Linked DNA regions of Capra hircus: region 1 is linked to region 2. Evidence: chromatin contacts called from public Hi-C data. All regions are on one chromosome and are shown on one strand. Each heading gives the region's core, a stretch centred on a gene start, on an enhancer-like site or on the middle of the called end of the contact. The rest is flanking DNA. Distances are from core to core; before and after follow the strand shown. Region 1 holds the start of DUSP5 (dual specificity protein phosphatase 5). Region 2 has its middle 15 kb from the start of SMC3.

Region 1 (3,538 bases), core at 497-2,996, 36 kb before region 2:
GCCATGTGGGTGCTCCATACATGTGTGATCGTAGGTTGAAATGTCTGGAGGTAGAAGGTTCTGGTGACACTAGAGGAGGAGCAGATTGCAGGGAAGGCTGGCACAGATAACCACAAAGAGAAAGAAAATCTTCCTTCCACACCTTCATTAAGACTCCACTGGCAAGGTGAGGACAGTCCCCCTGACTGAAGGCAGCTGAGACCCAGAGGCAATGGCCAGCTAGCTGGTGTCTGGTGTGATTGCATTTGATTTCAGAATTCAATTTCTGCTTCCTTCTAAAAAAACGTCATTCCCCTTTATAGCAAACAAGCCCCTCCCTAGTGGAGGCAGCCTATTTTCCATCAGGCAGTCCCCTCTCCTCTCAGGCTCACAGTAAAACGGTTAGTCCTGAGATAGAGGGAGAAGCCTGTTTCCCTAAGAGTGTCTCTGCAGCTATCAGGGCACAGAGCTGCCCCTCAATAAATACTTGCTGAATGGGTGAGTGTGTCCAGTTCCCCAAGACTGGGGATGGGAAGCCTAAAGCTGCTGGGGACTAGTGGGGGCAGACAGCCTGGGATTATACTTTATCCACAGATAATCCCCTAAATCCCAGAAGCCACCTGGACAGTTGGCTGGGCTGAGCTCCATCAACAGTGCATGCTGACGCTGCAGCTGAGTTCACCACAGATATTTTCTGGGTGACAGAAAATGGTTCCTCAAAAAACCATTCTATTTTTTTTTTTCAGTGAAATTTTAGCTTTTTTTTTTTTTATTGGGGGGTATAGCCAATTCATGGGGTTGCAAAGAGTCGGACATGACTGAGCGACTGAACTGAACTGAACTGATAGCCGATTAACAATGTTGTGGTAGTTTCAGGTGAACAGCAAAGGACCTCAGCCATACATATACATGTATCCATTCTTCCCCAAACGCCCCCCTCCCATCCAGGCTGTCACAAAACATTAAGTAGAGTTTCAAGTGCTGTACAATAATAGGTCCTTACAACCATTCTAATTTTTATCTGGGAGTGTGACAAAGAAAAGGACCATCAATCCTTTGAGGGCAGAATCCATTTGGGGAGATTAACTGCTGGCCCTTCTCTTCCTATTTTTACTTTCGGGTACTTTTACGGTGGAAAACTTCAAAATATAAAGTAGAGAAAACAGTATAATGAACACCCAGGTACCCATCACCAAGCTCCAATGATTACCAATACAAGCCCAAACTTGAGTCATCAATAACTCAGACTTCGAAGCAAATTCCCGCTATCATTTCATTTCCCGCGTAAAGACTTCCGTAACGCCTGAAATCTGCTTCTGATTCATCTGGGGGCACGGCCGAGGGCGCCCCTAGCTCTGCCTACCGCACTGTCAGGCACAGCCCCCAGCAGGTCCAGAACCTACGTCTATGAAACTCAAAGCCTATGGTGCGACGCTAGCTCTGCCTCCTCCGCTTCCTCCTCTTCCCGCACAGCGTGGGTCACCTCGGCCTCCTGGCATTCCTGACAACCCACCGGCAGTCCCCGGTGATGCGCAAGTGAGTGTCTGCGCGCAGCGCCGCAGAGAACACAGCGAGGCGCCTTCCACTTCCTCTTTCTCGGGCTGACTAACGCTGGGGCGCCCGCCCCGCGCGTCCCGCCCCCTAGGGGCGTGGCCGCGGCCCGAAGGGGCGGGGAAATACCCATATTCCGCCTTATATGGGCAGCCACGTCACATGCCACAAACCCATTCACATAAAACGCTGCGCTGCCGGCGGAATCCCCGGCTTCTGCGGCAGCAAGTGGCCGGGCCGGGCGCCGAGCGTGCGGAGCGGGAAAGAAGAGTTGAGCGTCCGCTCCGGCGCCGGGCTCGGTCGGCCGGCCGCAGCCCCGTGGGGTCGTCCTGCTGGGCCTCGCCGGCGGGCACCCTGGCTGTGGGCACCTGCGGCGCGCACGGCGCGGGGCCGCTGGGCGGCGGCATGAAGGTCACATCGCTCGACGGGCGCCAACTGCGCAAGATGCTTCGCAAGGAGGCGGCGGCGCGCTGTGTGGTGCTCGACTGCCGGCCCTACCTGGCCTTCGCCGCCTCGAGCGTGCGCGGCTCGCTGAACGTCAACCTCAACTCGGTGGTGTTGCGGCGGGCCCGCGGCGGCGCGGTGTCGGCGCGCTACGTGCTGCCCGACGAGGCGGCGCGCGCGCGGCTGCTGCAGGAGGGCGGCGGCGGCGTGGCGGCCGTGGTCGTGCTGGACCAGGGCAGCCGGCACTGGCAGAAGCTGCGCGAAGAGAGCGCCGCGCGCGTGGTGCTCACCTCGCTGCTCGCCTGCCTGCCCGCCGGCCCGCGGGTTTACTTCCTCAAAGGTGAGCTGCGTCGGAGCCGCGGGTCCTCGGTCACCCCCCCGCGCCAGGACGGCCCCGGGCTCTGGGGTCCCCTGCTGGCGCCGGCGCCTTCCTCGATCCTGGCGCCGGGGAAGTTCTGCACCCTGGGGCTTGACGTGCGCCGGGAAGGCCACGACCGGTGTCAGCGCTCGCAGCTTCTCCGTCCCCACCTGTGTTCCTCGAAAGCGTTTGACGGCCTGGCTGCCCGGGGGGGTGGGGTTGCTGCACGCTGCTGGGGGCGCTGCTTCTTAGCAGTTAGGGAGCGCCCAGCACGAGCCGGGTTTCCCGGCCCCGGCTTCATGTCTTTCGCTGGGGCCGACGCTCTGGAGCCTTCCTAATGGACAGATCTGAAGGGATCCGCGGGTCGCCACCACCTCCCCAGGAGCGTGGCGCCGCGGTGTCCCCTTTCCTCCCGCCTGGACAATTAATGTATGTTAGGCTGTGTCTTCATCGACTCTCTTGCCTTTTTGACCCTGGCGAGTCCCTCCCCTCTCTTCCTTTTCATTTCATTTTATTGCTTTTTATTGTTCCTCGGCGTCCCCTTCTCCCCTCCCAGGCCAGCTCCATTTGGAGCTGGCAGTCTTTAGTCTTCCCACTCTTTTTCACCTTCTCTCTCCTGCCCTGGAATCATCCCCTGGACTGGTCGTGGGCCAGAGCTGGGGCACCTAACGCGGTCTCCCGGGGGCTGGCGGCAGGTTAGCGGGCGAGCCAGGACCTAGGAGAGGAGCCACAGGGTGCTTGTGAAGGGGACTGCGGCGCATTTGGTTTGAGACCCTCCAGTAGCTGCTTCTCCAGTCTGCACGTTACACCTGCTGGGGGAGATGACTTTGCTGGTGGGTGGGTGATTTACTGTCAAATTCCAGAGTATTGATTTCTGGATCACTTCCTGTGATTGCTGCCACCTTTTATTTGAGTCCGTTTTAATCTCAGGTGTATGGAAGGCTTAGCCTATAGGGAAGAGACGATGAGGACTCAGCCCAGCCAGCTCTGGGAGATCGCCTTGAGATATAACATAGCTGGGATTCAGAACTAAGGTGCGGTGAGCTGAGAGCGTGAGGGCGCTGTTTTAGAACAGTGCAAGGTGTGGAGTTTTACATCTTCCAGATTGGGAGATTCCAGAGATTCAGGGGCAGCTCCCACTTGGATTAGCAGGCTGTCTGTCCCCAGTTGATTCCTGTTACGGAGACACCAGAGGCAGATCTTTCT
Region 2 (3,220 bases), core at 478-2,977:
CAGAAATACGTCACAACACAATGAATGTGTTTGGCCAGTTGTCCCTGGATGTGCCTAGGATATTTGCCCCCCTCTATTCTGGGTCCCCCACCCTGGGACTCTCCCAAGGGCGGAAGACGCCCACAAGCTGCTGCTGCCTCAGGAGAGCTTCTCAGAGCCAAGGAACACCTTGGAAGAAAGGGAACTTCCGAGGAATTCTTCTCGTTTGCTGAGAATGTTATAAATGCACACCTAAAGACATTCCATGTGGGAACCTCCCTGGGGGTCCACTGGTTAAGACTTCATCTTCCAATGCAGAGAGTGTGGGTTCCATCCCTTGTCTGGGAGCTGAGATCCCACATGCTTTGCAGCAAAAAAAAACAAAACAGAAAACAGAAGCAATATTGTAACAAATTCAATAAAGACTTTTAAAATGGTGCACATCCTAAAAGATATTCCATGTGAATCAATCAGAAGAGAGTCTGGCATAAAATAAATACTCAAAAAAGTGATGGCTACTACTTTATGTTTAAGAGTATTTAAAATAGTTTTTAAAGTTACAATTTGTAAGACCCATGGTTGAAGGACATTGTCCTTCATATGCTTGTCCTTTTGTATATGTTTACATTGGTTGTTGATGATTGCAAGATGTATCTGCTAAATCAGACTGTCAGCTAATAGTTGAGAGGGCAAGGTTTTTTGGGAAGGAGTAGAATCCTGGGGAAGATTTAATCAAAGATGACTTCCTGGAGGAGGTGCTGAGCAAAGAGTTTTAAAGGAATTGATGAGAGGATGGATGGAAGCATGATAAATGACATGGAATCTGAAAGCTGGAACAATTTTGCCTACCTTCTCTGAGACTTAATTGATATCATATACATTAAATGAATGGCATGTAACAGGAACCCAGTTACTGGTAGATGATGAAGAAGAAGGGATGCAGGGGGCAGGGGGCAAGAGAGAAAGAGGGAAAGGGGCCAAGAAGCAGGAGACCTCGGTTCCAGACATAGGTGTGCCTCTGGTTAGCAATGTGAGACTTTGGAAACATCACTACCTTCTTAATACCTCAGATTTCTTTTCTTCCAAATGGATTATTCAAGTTAAGATGTCCACTTCTAGAAGTCCCTGATTATAATAAATACAAAATTAGAATAGCTATTGTTTATTACTGCCTACCATATACCAATCACTTTTTAAAATAATAAACATAACATCTTATTTGATTTTCACAACAAAGCTGTTCAGTTCAGTCGCTCGGTCGTGTCCAACTCTTTGTGACCCCACGGACTGCAGCACACCAGGCCTCCCTGTCCATCACCAACTCCCGGAGTTTACACAAACTCATGTCTATTGAGTTGGTGATGCCATCCAACCATCTCATCCTCTGTCGTCCCCTTCTCCTCCTGCCTTCAATCTTTCCCAGCATCAGGGTCTTTTCAAATGAGTCAGTTCTGCGCATCAGGTGGCCAAAGTATTAGAGCTTCAGTTTCAGCATCAGTCCTTCCAATAAATATTCAGGACTGATCTCCTTTAGAATGGACTGGTTGGATCTCCTTGCAGTCCAAGGACAAAGCTGTTAGTGGTAACAAGTAGCAAAGCTTAGTGGACTCCATTAGTATTCCCATTATTTTGTTAAGGAAATGGAGGCTCAGAGAAGTCAAGTAACCTGTACCAATGGTAGCTTTAGTAAATAGGGTCTCTGACTCCAGGAAGGCAGAGAGATGCTGCCTCCTGGAAGCCATCCCCTCTACAGAGAAACTTTTCCCCACATGGCGGGGATTGGTGCTGGCTGGCTCACTGGAGATGACAATGCTACAGGAAGGAGCCTGCTGTCCTACCAGGTTTCACCGCCCGGTTTCTGTGGCAGCCCCAGCCCATACCTTGAACCCCCACCCCCACCCACCCACACCCCCACCTCAGCACAGTGACTTTCCCCCAAAGCTGTGTCACTCCCAACAGACGACAGTCAGGAAAAAGCTCCGTGGTTGAATCACAGTGACCACTTCCTGTTTCATTCAGGGTCCTCTGTGCTCCAGAGCCCTCACTCTGCCATGCCCTGTTTAGTAATAAGAGCCACGGTATGCATGACCACTCCCCCCTCCCCGCTGCTAGGGAGACTTAGTCAGCTTTCCTGTGCCCTTAGCCTACCAGGCTGAGGGGCGCAAGCTCTCAGCTTCAGCCCTGTTCCACACCCCTGCTGCGGAGAGCCCAGTGGGACCCTGGTTGTCCTGGGGCTGGGTAAGGAGGCAAACCAGGACCCCATCCCTCCAGACGGGTGATGTAAGACTGACGGGGACAGGTGGGTGGATGTTCAAGCCTCAGCCATGAAGTAAGGAGTAGTCACTGACCCCGTGGGCACCTCGTGGGCACCCACTCAAGGCATACTGCTGTCTCTAAGCACAGGGTTCAGGACTCTGTGTGGAAAGACAAACACAGATGGGGTTGTGTGTCTCGGGGGAAACCCCAGTCCTCTCCCAGTTGCTCAGAACAGGCTTCCTGGAGGTTGACAAACTGCAAGGAAGGTTGAGTGTGAGAGCGGAAGAAGTCATCAGATATTTGAGAGGCTGACTGGTGGGGGACACTTCCTCTGGGTAAAGGAATCCAGGAACATTGTTTAAGATCTTTTGAAGTCGTAAGCCTCTAAAGGTGTTTCTTGCCCACCCTCCCCTCAAAGGTAATACAAAATTAAGCATCTAATTCCTAAAAACAAGTATAAAGAAGTCCAATAAAGTTCTGAGTTTTCTCATGAACCACTTTAGTGCTTTTTTTCCTTCTCTTTTTAAAAATAGTTATCACATATCAGTGTCCCTTGAAATTGTTTTTATGCTTTCAGATGCCTCCACCTTGCTGTTCCAACAGCCCTGATGGTCAGCCTGTTGGATAATCCTGCCCTGGGGACAGTGGATGGGTGTCACTGGGCCATGCGTGCTGTCTAGTAGAGGGAAGAGCTTTCTCACCGTGTGTGTTGTATGACCACTGAGTGGGCTGCCCAGGAAAGGAGTGCCTGGTCCTTGGTGTGTTCCCACCCACACGAGGTCAGAAGTCCCCATGACGAGGATGGGTTGTGTGGGAGAGGGAGTCTGGAAGGGGTACTCTAAGCTCCCTCCCAGTCCAGTGATGCTAGGGCGGGAATTCCAAGCACCTTGGAAAGAAAGCATTCATGAGACTTGCTCCAGGCTAGTGGTCAACCCAAATGTGGGTTGGCCTCTGGGGTTCTATTGGGGACTTTGAGGAGAAGAAT

What was found. A called contact is a pair of places that touch in the nucleus more often than the background predicts.
Region 1: a contact with region 2 is called in a Hi-C map of blood, with 2.0 times the contacts expected there. The contact joins the promoter of DUSP5 here to the enhancer-like site in region 2. A contact is called at or near these places in 2 of 5 Hi-C or Micro-C datasets (both in blood).

The regions. Positions count from the first base shown.
Region 1 is chr26:20,934,588-20,938,125 of ARS1.2, reverse strand. It overlaps DUSP5 (dual specificity protein phosphatase 5), which reads left to right and starts at 1,746. Exons shown (of 4, transcript XM_018041694.1): 1 at 1,746-2,314. The coding sequence starts at 1,936.
Region 2 is chr26:20,899,103-20,902,322 of ARS1.2, reverse strand. No RefSeq gene overlaps it. Among named protein-coding and RNA genes, the nearest start is that of SMC3, 15 kb to the right of the region's middle. Within about 2 kb of position 1,727, at least 2 of the 5 cell types and tissues checked have an H3K27ac peak or open chromatin away from gene starts, as enhancers often do.